Regions from separate parts of the Mus musculus genome. Here region 2 is linked to region 1. The links are chromatin contacts, called in public Hi-C maps. All regions are on one chromosome and are shown on one strand. Each heading gives the region's core, a stretch centred on a gene start, on an enhancer-like site or on the middle of the called end of the contact. The rest is flanking DNA. Distances are from core to core; before and after follow the strand shown. Region 1 overlaps Clec16a (C-type lectin domain family 16, member A). Region 2 has its middle 17 kb from the start of Gm21859.

Region 1 (3,179 bases), core at 669-3,168:
AAATGAGCTTTATTTTGGCTTAAGATTTAGAAGGCCAAGAAGTTCAAAATTAGGTATCCATGCCTTGTGAGAACCTTCTGCTGCTTCAACTCACAGTCAAAAAGGCTGTGTAAAAGAAACCATATATTTGCTCAGTAAGCGCATGGTAACCTGATTTCTTTTAATCTGTGAGCTTTACAGAGCAGGTAATCCCCATTGCAATGCTTCAAGTGTTTCTTTAAAATTTGTGTTGCATTTACCTCTTTGCGTGCTTCTCTGCATGTGAGTGTGTGCACACGGCCACACTGCAGAGTGCACGTGGCAGTGGAAGAGATGTGAGTGTGTGCACACGGCCACACTGCAGAGTGCACGTGGCAGTGGAAGAGATGTGAGTGTGTGCACACGGCCACACTGCAGAGTGCACGTGGCAGTGGAAGAGATGTGAGTGTGTGCGCACGGCCACACTGCAGAGTGCACGTGACAGTGGAAGAGATGTGAGTGTGTGCGCACGGCCACACTGCAGAGTGCACGTGACAGTGGAAGAGATGTGAGTGTGTGCGCACGGCCACACTGCAGAGTGCACGTGGCAGTGGAAGAGATGTGAGTGTGTGCGCACGGCCACACTGCAGAGTGCACGTGACAGTGGAAGAGATGTGAGTGTGTGCGCACGGCCACACTGCAGAGTGCACGTGACAGTGGAAGAGATGTGAGTGTGTGCGCACGGCCACACTGCAGAGTGCACGTGGCAGTGGAAGAGATGTGAGTGTGTGCACACGGCCACACTGCAGAGTGCACGTGACAGTGGAAGAGAGGTAACCGTTCTCCTTTTGTCGGTGGAGTTCGGCATTGGTGGCAAGAGCCTTTACTTTCTGAGCTCTCTTGTCAGCTTGCAGGAACTTGCTCTTAAGGTAACTAACTCGTCAAGGGCCAGGAGAGGAGAAATTCACAGTGAGAAAGATATTAACCCACTCATGACAGCTTCACTCCATCACCTAAATACCACTCATAAGCCTTACTTCCTAACGTGGCCTCATTTCAGGAATAGAGGTTAGGACTCATGAAACCTGGGGCCACATTAGACCTTAGCTACCTTCTCACAGTACCTGGCCCCGCCTGTGAGAGAATGAAGTCAGAGAGCTCAACCTCTGGTCTCTCTGACTCCATGGGGCACTAATTCTGTCAGGGGTGGAGCCTGACCCTGCAAACTCATTTAATCGTAATTACCCTGTCATCACATGTAGTCACACTGGAAACGACATGTGCAGCTTTTGACTATGTTGAGGGTAGTTCAGTGTGGTAGGGTTCCATGAAGGACTCCTGCTGATTGACTTGCCATCCCCTCAGCATGGTTCAATTTCAAAGATCTAATGACTGAGGAGTACATAGGCCAGCACTTCTAAGAGCAATGGAGAAGGCAGAGAGGTCTTAGGGGTGCCTCTGCTTCAGTTTTGTTGCCCAGCAAGCAAGAATTTAACTCAGTTCAACCCTCAGCCCCATTTATTCTTCTGAGAGGCAGGGGCTACGGAGGCTCTTGTTATAACTCCAAGAAAGTTTGAGTCATGGACCCAAAGTAACCAGTACAGCACATTCAGAGTAGAGGAGAGATTTTAGCACAGGAGAATACACTCAGTGGTCCTCAGTGTGGTGCTGGCATTTTCTGGAGCTGCTCTTAGTTGTCATAGTCCATCCGAGTAGAGGGAGGCTGCAATCCCCAGGGCAGACCTTCAGCAGAGCATTACCAGACCCTTATCTATGCTGGGACTGAGCCAGCCTAATTTCATTCTGTGCTAGTTACTTACTCCAAATGCAGCACAGTGCAGGTCCTGCTCTTGAAAGCAAGAGAAAAAACGGTGGAGCGCCCAGAGCAAAGGCAGGTACTGACTTCTTGGGGCAAATCAAGTTGCTGGGTGGTGGTGACCTTAGCAGTGGCCACTAGGTGGTGCTGTAGCCACAGAGCCCTCCTCCTCCTCCCCCTGACCACAGATGGTGCTAATTCACATCTCCCTGTGTGGTTTCCCTTGTTATCAGCTTCTGTTTCGCTGGATCTGGAATAAGTGTGGTTTCTGAGCTCAGAGGGGAAGATCCAGCTCTGAGGTGCAGGCTCAGGAATGTTCTGAGGCCATTGGGACAATTCCAAAGTCTTGACCTTTAATATGGGGTCTTTGGAGTTTTATCTTGGTGACCCTTTTGAAATCCATTTAGGGCTAGGATTAACAGTACGTCCTTTGAAAGTTTTAGCTTCTTGGTGAAGTACCTTGAAGATCTGATGTAAATCCTTTGAGGTGGCCTCTGCTGTGCAGCTGACATGTACATCACCTTTCAGAACTTCCTGTCTGAGGATTTCAGACCTCTAGGTCGGAGCCATTAGCTGTCATCACGGGTCACCAATCTGTAATGGAGAACTTAGCTGCCTCACAGGGCTCTTGTGACCTTTATTCCAGTCTCCCCACTTCTCCAGACATGGCTCCTGATGACCCTCTCTGCCCTCTGCATTGGTGCTATTTCAGATTCGATACAAAAGTGATCCGACATGTGCATGGCTCTAAAAGGAAGTGGGAGCAGTGTGGGAGCTGCCTGCAAAGCCCAGCAGACACACACCTTTGGCTTTCAGGACAGTTTATTAAAAGTAGCTTTTGAGGCAGTGTTCTCTTTGTAGTGTAGTTTGGCCTCAAACTCTCAGTCTTCCTGCCTCAGCTTCCAAAGTGCTGGGATTAAAGGCATGGGCCACAACACCCAGCTCTGCTTCAGTCTCTGAGTGCCACCATCACAGTATATGTATGCCATATGCCCTGCTGCTTTTATTTTTACTTTTTAGTTTTAGTGGGGGAGTCATTGTAAAACAGCATAACATAGTCACAGAAGTGCAGTCAGGTGCCTGTAGCCTCCCACCCTGCACCCAGCCATGCAGGCCGTCCTACTCACTCTGCTGTTCCTGCATGTGACTCGCCCTGATCTATATTGTTATTAAATGAACCTGACTGTGGGCATCTAGGTGCTTTCCAGGTTCTCACTATTACGCTATTACAGGGAGGCATTGCACAGATGCTACTGTTGCCTCTTTGTTTGGTGACCTAAGTAACAGAGGCCCAAGAGACTGAGATTACTTACTGACTCCCAGGTTTATTATAACAGAATACCACAGAATGTCAGCCACAGTGAGGGGGTAGTAGAAAAATCCCAGCCACACAGTGGGCCCCTTT
Region 2 (3,000 bases), core at 367-2,866, 330 kb after region 1:
TTTGAGTCTATGTGGGGGCCAGGCCTTCTGATTTTTCTTTTCTTATAAACAACAGAAACCCAGGATTTGTCTAAAATCTTCCAGTTCTCAGAATAAGCAGGCCATAAAAGCACACATGTGGCTGTATTTGGCCTGGAGCATCACTCAGAAATCTCTGGCTAAGGAAGCCATAAAGGCCACTGGGAGCCACACCTGCAGTGTCTGGCTTGGTATTCTGTTCTGTTTCTGTGAGACCCCAACTCAGAGCGTTTCTCCGTGGGAGGTAAAGCCCCTGGATGTTCCCCCAAGTCTGTTTTTCCCGATCTCTGGGGATACAGCCAGAAAGAAGCTCTTTGTTCTCTATAGACAGCAAAAAGCCTTTTTGTTTCTATACTTACAACCAGAGATGCGATAATTGTAAAAAGACCTATCCAGGCGCTTGCCTGGCTCCCTGAGCCAAGGACACGGAGATAGACCTGGAGAGGAGCTGCAGCTCACTCCCCATCCCTCGCCAGAGAGGAGCTGCAGCCAACTCTCTTCCCAACTCCTCCCAATTCCTCACTTTTCCTTTAAAAGCCCCCTACTGTTACTGCTGGGGGTCAAACTCCCCTGCCCTGCATGACAGAAGGAGTTCCTCCTCAGCTAGCTGATAATAAAGACTCTTGCAGTTTGCATCAGGTGTGGTTTTCTCTCGAGTCATTGGAGTGCTGGCCAGCTCATCCCAGGACTTGAACGGAGGTCCAGCTTCAGGGGTCTTACATTTCCCCTTGGACATTACTGGCCAGCATCTGGAGGAGCCACTGCCAGCCCCCGAGATTATGGGGAAGTGAAGTCCTGGGATGGGATGCTCATCCCACTGCATGCTTGGCTTCATCTTCCTTCCTAGAGAAGAGAAGCACTATTTTATTCTGTGTGCACACAGTCGGTGTTCAATAAATGCTTGTTGGAGGTTGTGGTGATCTCTCCTGAGCGGGTCAGGAGTCTAATGAGGGCCTGGTAAACATGTCACGTGCTTAGGACCAGTTACTCTCTGAGCTATGGCCACTATGGAAAAACAGACACACTGCCCACTCCACAAGAAAGGGAGCTGAGGCCCAGGGACATGGGCCATGTGAGGCTAGGGTGTATGTGCCAAGACTGCAAATCAAAGGCCACAGGCCAGTGCAGCCTGTATTGTCCTGGCTGGTCTGGAATTTGACCAGGTGAGCTACATACTCTCAGAGGTCCTCCTGACCCCGCCATCTGCTATTTGTATATTTAGTCCTGTGTCTCTAGGTATGAATACAGGTGCCTGTAGAGGCTGGAAGAGGCCATCAGATGCCTCAAGCTGGAGTTAAGGGTGGTTATGGGTGCTGGGAATTGAACTAGGGTCCTCTGAATGAACACCAAGTGTTCTTAATTGCTGAGCCATCCCTCCAGTCCCATAAAGTTTTATTTGGATATAGTTGCACATACTCACTAAGCAATTACTTCTGTACTTGCACACTGAGTAAGGACATGAAGTCACTGTGACAGAGACCACGAACCCACAGGCCTGAAAGAGACACTGCTATTTCTGCAGGCTAGCGAACTATAAATAGCATCAAGCTGACTGACTTACAATGACGCCTTAAGCAATTATTATATACCACACCCCTTGAAATTGGAGAAGTCATGGTTCCTAGGGAAGCCCCTGGGAGCACTACAACCGGCAGAGCAGACTGGAGAGGCAATCATGCAAACGTAAGTAGACCATGTCACATAGAGGCTCAGAGCTGAACTGGGAATAGAGAGGTGGGGGGATAAGGTGGGGAGTGTGTGGGTGTGGGGAGTGGCGAAATCATTTAAGGAGACAAGAGGTGTGAATTTACTCTCTATAGATGGCAGAAGGAAACTGAAGCTGAAGGAGCAGTGGCAGCTCCAACTGCAGGATGTGCCAAGGACCTGAGGCAGGAAAGATTCAGGAAGGCAGTAGAGGACCTGGATGAAGCAGCTGTGGCAGCAGAACTGGGCTTGCCATCCCAAGGCAAGCTGTGAGTTCTTGGGGCAGGGCTATAACAAACCATGCTAGCATCTTGTAACGTTCCCTATGGCTGCCAAGCAGACTGTAGCATGAGACACAGAGGGAGGCAAAGATTCCAGGCAGAAAAACATCATGCTAGTCTGGATCAGAGGTGATAAAACTGAACACGGACAATTGGGGTGGGAAGGTTACTCACATTTCGAGGATTCCAAGCCACCAGGCATCCCTCCAGGCTCTGGGAAAGAACCCTATGGTCATTGACCTCTGTGTGTGTGTGTGTGTGTCTGTGTATATGTGTGTGTGTGTGTCTGTGTATATGTGTGTGTGTGTGTCTGTGTATATGTGTGTGTGTGTCTGTCTGTGTGCCTGTGTCTGTGTGTGAGTGTCTGTGTGTGTCTGTGTGCCTGTGTCTGTGTGTGTGTCAGGCCTGTGCAGACGAGGTGAGTGGGTGCTCTGTTCCCAGACATCTTCCCAACAGCCCACTCACATAGAGGTGTCCAGCCTGGCAGCCCAGCACCATAGTGTATAACCTCTCCTCTTGGCCATTCAGGACAGCCTTGGTCTCCAGAGAGTGATGCTAGCACAGTTTGTCCACTGTGAGGTCCCCTGTAAGAGGAGGCTCTGCAGGACCAGGAGGTGCCAGGGATGCTTGGGTGTGGAGAAAAGACAGACCACAGACATTAAAGCAGCTGGCAAGATCAGGGGACAGCTATGTCCTCCACTCGGAGGTTGTCCTAAAGTCACAGAGAGTGTGACACTGGAGGGCACTCAGCAGCCCTGTGCTCCAAGAGCTGCCAATCAAAGCCTGACATGGGGCCAGGGAGATGGCGAAGTGGTTAAAACACTTGCCACCAGTGTAAAGACCAGAGTGCAGATCCCCAAACCCACATAAATACCCTGTGGATATGGTGACTCATTTCTAGTCTAGCCTTGGAAGGGACAGGTGGAATCTCCAATGCAAACAGATGTATTGGTGAGTTCTGGGTTTGATTGAGAGACTTAGCCTCATAGAACAAGGT

What was found. Hi-C and Micro-C count contacts between places; a contact is called where the count stands out from the background.
Region 2: a Hi-C map of bone marrow-derived macrophages shows a contact between it and region 1, with 25 read pairs. The contact joins two enhancer-like sites. A contact is called at or near these places in 1 of 15 datasets of contacts at CTCF or cohesin (large pre-B cells), 1 of 484 Hi-C or Micro-C datasets (bone marrow-derived macrophages), 1 of 115 datasets of contacts at active chromatin or transcription factors (the 230-238 cell line) and 1 of 9 other capture datasets (embryonic stem cells).

What each region holds. Positions count from the first base shown.
Region 1 is chr16:10,563,768-10,566,946 of GRCm38.p6, forward strand. All of the region lies in intron 3 of Clec16a (C-type lectin domain family 16, member A), which reads left to right. Among named protein-coding and RNA genes, the nearest start is that of Clec16a, 20 kb to the left of the region's middle. Within about 2 kb of position 1,919, at least 35 of the 459 cell types and tissues checked have an H3K27ac peak or open chromatin away from gene starts, as enhancers often do. A contact at or near this core is called in bone marrow-derived macrophages, where this site is marked.
Region 2 is chr16:10,895,940-10,898,939 of GRCm38.p6, forward strand. No RefSeq gene overlaps it. Among named protein-coding and RNA genes, the nearest start is that of Gm21859, 17 kb to the right of the region's middle. Within about 2 kb of position 1,617, at least 40 of the 459 cell types and tissues checked have an H3K27ac peak or open chromatin away from gene starts, as enhancers often do. A contact at or near this core is called in bone marrow-derived macrophages, where this site is marked.